Linked DNA regions of Sus scrofa: all the other regions are linked to region 3. The links are chromatin contacts, called in public HiChIP or PLAC-seq maps. All regions are on one chromosome and are shown on one strand. The core of a region is the stretch at or near the end of the contact, and the rest is flanking DNA. Distances in the headings are between cores, read along the strand shown.

Region 1 (2,968 bases), core at 328-2,827, 50 kb after region 3:
TGCAGTGACATTTTAATAAATAATTTATGTAGTGCATGAGTAAATGATAACCTGGTGGGTTAGGGGTTCAAGCAGAAGAGTAGGTAGGCCTGGCTTGACCAGTAGTTGTCCAAGTGACCTTGGTCAAAGCACTTAACCTCTCTTAGCCTTGAATGATACATGCGTAAATAAAGAAAATTTCTCTTTTACTGTTTTTTAATGATTAACTGAAAAAAAGTACAGAAAGCACTCAGAACAATGCTTGGCACACAGAATGCCCATAATACGATCAACTCATTCAACAAATATTTGTATCATGTGTATAAAAAACTATTGGGATAAAACCAAAATTCTTTCTCCTAGTCTCGATACCTCGTGGCACTCTACCTCATGGCACTCTCTCCCTTAACCAAAATGCTCTGGTCAAATCACCTTTTTTTTTTTTCCAGTAACGAAATACTGCCAAGGTCTTTACTTCCTCAGGGACTCTGCACTTGCTATTCCTTTTCCCTCTCCTGCTCTTCATCACCCTGGCCTCTGTCACATCCTGTGGGTCACAGCTTTAGTGTCCTGCTTCATTTGTTTCCTTCTCAGCATTTAACCAAGATTCACGATAGTCCATTTGTTTAACAATTTACACCGTGTCCTTCCCACTAGACTGTATGGTCTACGGTCTAGTACAAGGAGAACCACTCACTGATGAATCCCTAGTGAGTGCCTAGCACAGTGCCTGACACATTGCGGATACTGAGTAACTATGTGCTAAATGAATAAATGATGTTTGTTATTAAATAGCATCTTGTTTCATTCCTATCTATCTGAACACCATGCGGAGAAACACAGGCACCCCATTTCCTCACATACGGCTCTGCCCAGGAGGAGAGCATTTTTAGGTGACAGCAAGGGCAGAACTTACCAGGCAGGGAACGTCTCCCTAGAGGGCAGTTCCCCTGTGGAGAAAGAAGACATTATCGACGTCACCCAGAGGAAAGAAACAGCTTTCTCTCTTAAATACAGACTCAAAGCTGTCCCGGTGCTGGTGACAGGTGAAATCTCATGACGCCGAAAGCTAATGGCAACAGCCTAGGCGTGCTCTCACTCCGTCAGCACGCTGGGCCTGCCAAACTATCTCAACTTTCCAACGGGGCTGATACCCACTGATTTTAACAGAGAGGAAACGGGCCCTTGGATCCCGTCGGAGCATTCCGTGGCGCCTCCTCCCCAACTCTGAGTCTCGTGTCGGAGCGGGCGCGGCTCCTCCGCCCCGCGCGGAGGGTGGGGTACAGCAGGGGACCAGGCGCTGCCTGCCTCGGGCAGGCGAGGGGCTACTGGGCTCCGCAAAAGAACCCGAGAGCAACAGCGGCTCTCGGCCACCCAGCCCGCGGCCTCCGCGTCCCGATGCCCTTGGTGCCCGGCCTCGCCGGCGCGCCACGCCCCTGACCCCGAGCCGTCCGTCCGCCTGCCGGAGAGTTTTTCACCCTCCGGGGCCCCAGCCCGGCCGGACCGTACCTTCTGAAAGGCGGAAAGCGAACGGCTGAACGCCCGGGACACGCAGCGGGACCGGGACAGCATCGCGGCGGCGGCGGCGGCGGAGCCGAGGGCGGGCGGACACCGGATATAGAGCCCGGCAACAACCGGAAGCAGGGCGGACCACGGCACCCGCAGCGCAGAGAGGGGTGTTCGGAACGAACCACTGACGAACGGGGGGGAAAATCGACGGGCAGAACACAGCTGCCCTAACCTCAGCCCAGGTGTGCCCGCAGGGTGAACCCGCTGCGGCTAGGCTCCCCCGGAACAAGTTGCGCTGCCTTCCGGCCGGGACAAATCCTCTGCAGGGTACCTATGACTGTCCCGTGATCAGGTCGCCCCGGGGTCCTTCCCTCCCCGATCTTTCCGCAGAGCTGTCTCTGAGCGTGGCGCCCATCTCTCCTGGGTCCCCGGACACCCTGCTCTTCTTCCGCAGCGCTGCTGGAAAAGAGTGGAAGGCGTCAAGGGCTTCTAACTCGGACTTTGACAAACAAGCCTGCCTGATCTTACACTTGTGTGTCCTTAGACAAGAGACATTGCCTCCCTATGCCTCAAATTCCTCAACTATTAAAAAAATAATAGTAGTAAAAAGCAGTGATCACTTCCCTTTCTAACCTCGGAACAAAGAAACAACCCCAAGGAACCCTTTAACCCATTACCCTTTAACCCAGCTGAAGACCTTCACCAAGTAGCCCTACTTCTGCATCCACATCTCCTGATCTTCCCTAGCCCCTATTCAAACTCTCTACAGCCAAGCCAACTGTACCCCATACATCCTGTGCATTTTGAAAGCCATTCATTTGTCTCTCGACCTCTAGAAAATAAATTCCATTAGATTAGAGAATGTGTCTGTCTTTTTCACTGCTGTATTCCTAGTAATTTTTAAAAATTACATTTTTGTTGAAACATAATTGACATGTAGCATTGTATAAGATATACAGCGTAATGATTTGCTGTATGTGTGTGAAGCGATTATCGCAAAAAGTTTAGTGAACATCCATCCTTTCATGTAAGTACAAAATTAAAGAAATTTAAAACAAAAAAAATTTGTATGTGATGAGAACTCTTAGGATTTACCCTCTTAAAAACTTTCATATATAGCATACAGCAGGGTGAGTTTATCATGCAATACATTACATCCCTAGTACTTATTTATCTTATAAGTTTATATCTTCATCCAATTCTCCCTCCTCCCCCATCACTGGTAACCACAAATCAGATTTCTTTCTCTATGAGTTTGTTTTTGAACTATAATGTATCCCCAACACTTGGAACAGAGATTGACATCGTTTAGGTGTGCAATCAATATCTGTGGGCTGAATTGGGGCCTCCCAGCGTTGAACAACCAAGAAAACACATAGCACCCCCCTCTACTCTTTTTTTTTTTTTTTTTTTTTTTGTCTTTTTAGGGCTGCACCTGCAGCACATGAAGGTTCTGGCATATGGAGGTTCCCAGACTAGG
Region 2 (2,999 bases), core at 63-2,562, 63 kb before region 3:
AAAGAACTCCTCCTCCAAAAGATGGCCCACCTGAAAGGAAAGCCACAGAAGAAAAACAGGAGAGGAATTTGGAAGCAGCAGCTCAATGCACAAACAGACCCGGCTCGGTCCTCCCCTGGGAACGCTGATTGTAATGAATATCTGCAGTTATCCTGGGTCGCGAAAACAGGGGGATGGAGGTGGCCTGTATGTATGTGTATACGTGTAAAAATTCAAGAGCACGTTTAGTGAAGGAGGGTCTATCAACTGTGGTTTTAGGGGGTTCATTTTCTTTAAAATAAAAATAAAGCTCTTCCCAAATTGAGTCTCTGCTACAGTGGATTTGCAGCCAATAAAGGGTTAGATGGTAAGGAAGTGTATAAAAGGTTATCTCAGTCCTGCCACCAGCTCCAACCCTTCCTAACCAGGATGAGAGCAAACTTCTGAGAATCAGAAGACTGGTTATCTCCCACCTCTGCTGATGAACAGCTTCCGGGGTCTTTTGTTCCCTCATTTGTCTGCAACCTGTCCTGTCCATGTAGGGATCAGGACTCACCCAGTTCCACAAGCAGCTCATTAATTGCCTCAATGATGTTGGACTGGAGTTCAGCATAATGAGAGCGGAAATCCTCGCTCAGGCCCCCGGACGTCAAGAGTTTGTGCAGGGACTCCTGCTGATCTCTTTCGTCGCTGCGTCCATGGAGTCTATGGAGGCAACAAGACCCAAAGAGGAAGGTGGGGAAGAGGTGTGATCGTTTAGGTAACAACAGCTGCTCCGCTCCAACAAAGGCTCCAAGCAAGGAGAGGGGCCCGTGCAAAAAGCGTTACTGGGACCAACCCCAGCCCAGGACGCGGGCCTGACCTGCCATACTCCTCCCGGATGATCCTGAGCACTCTCCGCACCATGTTGCCCACGGTGGTCTCTGAGGGCTGCGCGGCCGTCATCCTCCGGCCTTCTCTGCGGATCAGTTCCATCAGCTCCCCTGCAGTCCAAAGAGAGAGGGTGAACGAGGCAAGCATGTGGTGGGACCAAGGAGACCTTCCGCCGGGGGATCGGGAACAGAAAGGTGCGAGGGAGGCGATGGAGCTAGGTCTGCCTCACCTGCGTTGCTCCAGCGGTAGTCCGTGATGATCCGGCGCAGCAGTCCCAGGGTCTCCCGGGCCATGTCCTCAGAGCTGTGCCGCCCGCTGCCCCGTTTCAGTGCCTCCACGAAACTCTCGATCCTCTCGGACAACTCCGAGCTCTTGGCGGCAGCCCCTGGCATCTCGAAAGCAGCCGCCTTGCCGGCGGAATCCCCACCTGCAAGACCTCCGAACTTGCACTTCCGGGGCAGAAGAGGTCGACTTCCGCTTTGAGGGACTAACTCTGGCGTGGGAGACTGCAGGACCACGCCCCTCGCTGCCACCTCCGCCCACTTCACCTGCCTGAGCCAATCAGAGACTTGGAGCTTGATTTATTCGGTTACAGCCAAGCGTCCGCGCTCTTGGGAGGTTGAAGGAACGGAAGTGGCTTTTCCCGGTTCCTTAGACGCTGAGCAAGGCTGACCCGTGAGGCCTCCCGAGAGGGTAGCTAGTCCCGTTGCTGTGGAAACAGCCAGTCTGTGCGTCCAGCACCACGACCCGAGGCTACTCTGGAAAAGTTGCCGCCCTCTTTTCCGCTCCCTCAGCTCCAGCGACCTCCCAGCCTCCTGACACAGACGCTCAGAGGCGCGTCCAGGGCTCTCTTCCCCTCGGGCAGACGCTCCATTATAATGCTGTTGTATGTATGACATGATACTGGTTCCTTCGCCCCTGTGTCTCTTGAATAGATTCAGCTCCCTGAATCTATTGCCTGTGCATTCCAAACGTCAAGCGCGCCTTATACAAGGCAGTAATTAGGGATGAGGAGATCGAATACCCACCAATAAGAAGATTCAAAGTGGGAGCCAATTTGGGAACAAAAATAATGTCCTTCTGTCTGGACAGACTACAGAGGCTGGAGGGTATAACATAACACCAAGAGCCACTATTTACTAGGTGGCTCTAAAGCTAGTTAGATGTTGGACACTGTGAATTGTCTCATCTAATGCCTCTCTGTGAGGTAGGTCCTCTTATCCTCATTTTACAGGTTAGGAACAGACCCACAGAATTTAAGTGATTAGTAAGAGAATGTGTTCGTATTTAAATCCAGGTGTATCCCAACCTAAAGTCTGTGTATAATGAGAATCGCCAGTTATTTCCTTAAATTCTTAGAAGTAGAATCCTTAGGCACACACATTTCTTTTTTTAATTAATGAATTTTATTACATTTACAGTTGTACAGTGATCATCACAGACACACACATTTCTAAGACGTTTGTTACAGTGACAAATTGCCCTCCCAAAAAATATATCCAGACAAAAATCAGAGAAAGATAGTACAACAAAAGAAAATTACAGACCAATGTCCGTCATGAATGCAGATACAAAGATCTGCAACAAATTATTAGCAAACCAGATCCATCAATACATAAAAGATTGATGTATAATTATCAAGTAGAATTTAAACCTGGAATGCAAAGCTGTTTCAATATTTGAAAATCAATTTGAGAAACTATTAACATTTCTAAAAAGTAAAATCACATGATCATATCAATTGATACAAGAAACATTTGAAAACATTCAACAGAATTTAAAACAAAAACAAACCTCAGAAAACTAGGAATAGAAGGGAAGTTTTTTTAGTATGGTAAGGGCGCCTGTAGAATCCTACTCCTAACATCATACTCTGTGGAGAAAGACTGCTTTCTCTCTCTACGATCAAGGAACAAGGCAAGAATGTTCACTCTCACTGCTCCTATTTAACATTATACTCAAAGTTCTAGCCAGTTCAATGAGGCAAGAAAAAGAAAATTTTAGAACATACAGACTGGAAAGAAAACTGTCCTTATATTCACAGAAAACATCATTGTCTACATTTTAAAAATCCCAAAGATTTGGAGTTCCCGTGGCTCAGTGGAAATGAATCCCACTAGGAACCATGAGGTTTCAGGTTTGACCCC
Region 3 (3,050 bases), core at 193-2,692:
CACCTCACAGGCCATGGGGCCCCAGGCCAAAAAAGATGGTGTGTTTCTAGGCCCTGAAGTAACTTCGTTACCACGGAAACCACCAGGCAGGACAGTCAGCGGGGAGGAGGGTGAGAGCTTCCCCGCAGAGCTGGGCACCCCCCCACCCGGTTTCTCTCACTGAGGGGGTGTCACCTGCGTGACAGGGAGAGGGCCCCTCACTGAGGCCCTGGGAGAATTGGCCCGTCCCTGCTCGCAGCCCCCAACCCCCATCTCTAAGTCTGCCAGGCTTCTCTCTCCTCTGAGGCCCCTGCCCCTCCCACCCAGGCGTCAGCCTGGGCCACCCATGAGTCACCGTGTGGGCCACTCGCTAACGGTAACGGGAGCCTCTGTGCTCACACAGCGCAGGCCGACGGCGCTGGTTGTTTACAGACATGTGACCGCCTGACGCCCCCGGCGGGGGTCTGAGGTTTGGACTGTAATGGTGATAACCCCCTCCTTGAGCGCTTCATCCCTCTCTGCGCTGTCTCAGCCGCAGCCCCCTTTTGAAGCCTGTTTTCTCCTTTGCCAGACAGGCTGGAAGGAAGCATGGAGAGGGTGAGAACTCTGCCTGAGGACTTTCAGCCTGGGGAGTCTGGAGGCTCAGGGGGCTGACAGCTGGCCGCGGCTGCCACACAGCCAGGCCGAAGGCTCTGCGTCACTTGGAGACCCAGGGCCAGCCTTGCGGGGTCGTGGGGGTCATGGCTCAGGAAGGAGAGCCCGACGGAACCTGGGGGTAGGGGGCTCCCAGGAGCTTCCATCCCTCCAATCTATCAACTGGAAACACAACTTCTCAGCAGACCTGGGGAGGCTGAGGAGGGGGCAGGACAGATCTTTCGTAACTAAGACCCCAGTCCAAATCCAGGGGACTCTGGGTGCCTTTGGGAGCCTCCTTGAGAAACCAGTCCTGGCCGATGGAGATGAGCATCCGCACAGAGGCCGGGCTGTTTCACTGGGATCCTTCATCTTCATGTGTGTGTGTAGGCTGCCCTGCCATCTCCTCCCTGCTCCCCAAGATAAAACATCCCCATTCTTTTAGGAAAAGATGAATTGTTGTGTAGCTATAAGAACAAGTAACTCTTGAAGTTCCCAGTGGATTAAGGATCTGACTACAGCAGCTCGGGTCACTGCAAGGGCACGGGTTGGATCCCCAGTCTAGCGCAGTGGCTTAAGGATCTGGCGCTGCTGCAGCTGTAGGGGCTCAGATTGGACCCCTGGCCCAGGAGCTTCCATATACCACAGGTGCGGTGAAATAAATAAGTCTCGGTACCTGTTAGAACCCTGGCTGATGTGATCCCTTGTTTCAGTAACCGTGATCCTGGAACCGTGCGCTCAGTCAGAGGCAGCCCCCCCTTCTGAGAATAACAAGTCAGCCGCAGCCTCACTCCACTGACTGCGCTTCTAGAGCCAAAGGTCAGCCGTTTCTAAAACACTCAGGAAGTGGATCCACCCTGAATGCCTCGCTTCCCCAAAGCCTGCGTGAGATTCACTCCCCGCCTTGCTCAGAGACTGCCTCGCAATACAGCTCTCTCTTGCTTAAGCAAGGACGCTCTCACAGTGGTGAGTAGTCACAATGTCTTTTGACACTTTTCCCCCAAAGTCTTTTTGTTTGTTTGTTTGTATTTTCAGGGCTGCACTAGCGGCATATGGAAGTTCCCAAGCTAGGAGCTGCAGCTGCGGCTGCCGGCCTGCACCACAGCCACAGCAACACGGGGTCAAATCCACGTCCTCATGGATACTAGTTGGCTTGGTTACCACTGAGCCAGGATGGGAACTCCCCAAAATCTTTCTTATAATCCATCTCACATGCTTCCAAAAACCAGAGAATGAGCAATACATTTTTTTCAGCTTTGTTATAAAGTTAGCCTAGGCTGGAGACAGAAGCACCTTCCTTCTTATTCCTCTGCCCTGCCCCAACATCCCAGCTCCATCCTGAAGCCAAATGGAGCACCCAAAAGACAAGCAAGCCTTTCTTTGATTAAAGTGGATCACTCCCTTTAATCACTTTGATTTTTGTCATATTGCGTGCGTTATATCCAAAGACCCCCCTCCTCCCACCGCCACCAGGGTGAAGATAAGAAGCAAGGAAGAGGTGGAGGAGACACCTTGATATGTTATTTTAATAACTTGCTTTTTCTTTTTTTTTTTAGGGCCACACCTGCAACATATGGAAGTTCCCAGTCTAAGGATCCAGTTGGAGGTGCAGCTGTTGGCCTAATGCCATAGCCACAGCAACACCAGATCCAAGCCTTGTCTTTGACCTACACCACAGCCTATGGCAATGCCGGATCCTTAACCCACTAAGTGACGCCAGGAATCCAACCCGTGTCCTCATGGATACTAATTGGGTTTATCACCACTGAACCACAGCAGAAACTCCATAACTCTTTTTATTTATTTATTTATTTATTTATTTTTGTCTTTTTTTTTTTTGCCATTTCTTGGGCGGCTCTCGCGGCATATGGAAGTTCCCAGGTTAGGGGTTGAATCGGAGCTGTAGTCACCGGCCTACACCAGAGCCACAGCAGCGAGGGATCGGAGTCACATCTGCGACCTACACCACAGCTCACGGCAACGCTGGATCCTTAACCCACTGAGCAAGGGCAGGGATCGAACCCGCAACCTCATGGTTCCTAGTCGGATTCCTTAACCACTGCGCCACGACGGGAACTCTTTATTCATTTAAGTTCCTGGAACAGGGAAGCAACCTGAGCCACAGCAGTGACCCAAGCTGTTGTAGTGACAATGCCAGATCCTTAAACCAATGTACCACTAGAGAACTCCTACAACTTTGGGTTGCTGCTGTGGCACAGTTTTGATCACTAGCCTGAACTTCCTCATGCCATGGTGTGATCAAAAAACAATAATAATAGGAGTTCTTGTAGTGGCTCAGTGGAAACGAATCTGACTAGTATCCATGAGGACATGGATTCAATCCCTGGCCTCGCTCAGTGGGTTAAGGATCTGGCATTTTGGTGAGCTCTGGTGTAGGTTGCAGACTCGGCTTGGATCTGGCATGGCTGTGGCCCTAG

Evidence for each region. HiChIP or PLAC-seq counts read pairs in DNA pulled down with a chosen protein or histone mark.
Region 1: a contact with region 3 is called in an H3K27ac HiChIP or PLAC-seq map of alveolar macrophages. The contact joins the promoter of DLST here to the promoter of RPS6KL1 in region 3. A contact is called at or near these places in 3 of 47 Hi-C or Micro-C datasets (embryonic fibroblasts, liver and subcutaneous adipose tissue) and 1 of 2 datasets of contacts at active chromatin or transcription factors (alveolar macrophages).
Region 2: an H3K27ac HiChIP or PLAC-seq map of alveolar macrophages shows a contact between it and region 3. The contact joins the promoter of EIF2B2 here to the promoter of RPS6KL1 in region 3. A contact is called at or near these places in 2 of 47 Hi-C or Micro-C datasets (embryonic fibroblasts and epiblast stem cells) and 2 of 2 datasets of contacts at active chromatin or transcription factors (alveolar macrophages and skeletal muscle).

What each region holds. Positions count from the first base shown.
Region 1 is chr7:98,089,770-98,092,737 of Sscrofa11.1, reverse strand. DLST (dihydrolipoamide S-succinyltransferase) reads right to left here and starts at 1,577. Exons shown (of 15, transcript NM_214397.1): 1 at 1,489-1,577; 2 at 896-929. The coding sequence starts at 1,551.
Region 2 is chr7:98,202,165-98,205,163 of Sscrofa11.1, reverse strand. EIF2B2 (translation initiation factor eIF-2B subunit beta) reads right to left here and starts at 1,312. Exons shown (of 8, transcript XM_021099531.1): 1 at 1,082-1,312; 2 at 842-962; 3 at 536-684. The coding sequence starts at 1,244.
Region 3 is chr7:98,139,609-98,142,658 of Sscrofa11.1, reverse strand. It overlaps RPS6KL1 (ribosomal protein S6 kinase-like 1), which reads left to right and starts at 1,442. Exons shown (of 11, transcript XM_013989171.2): 1 at 1,442-1,578.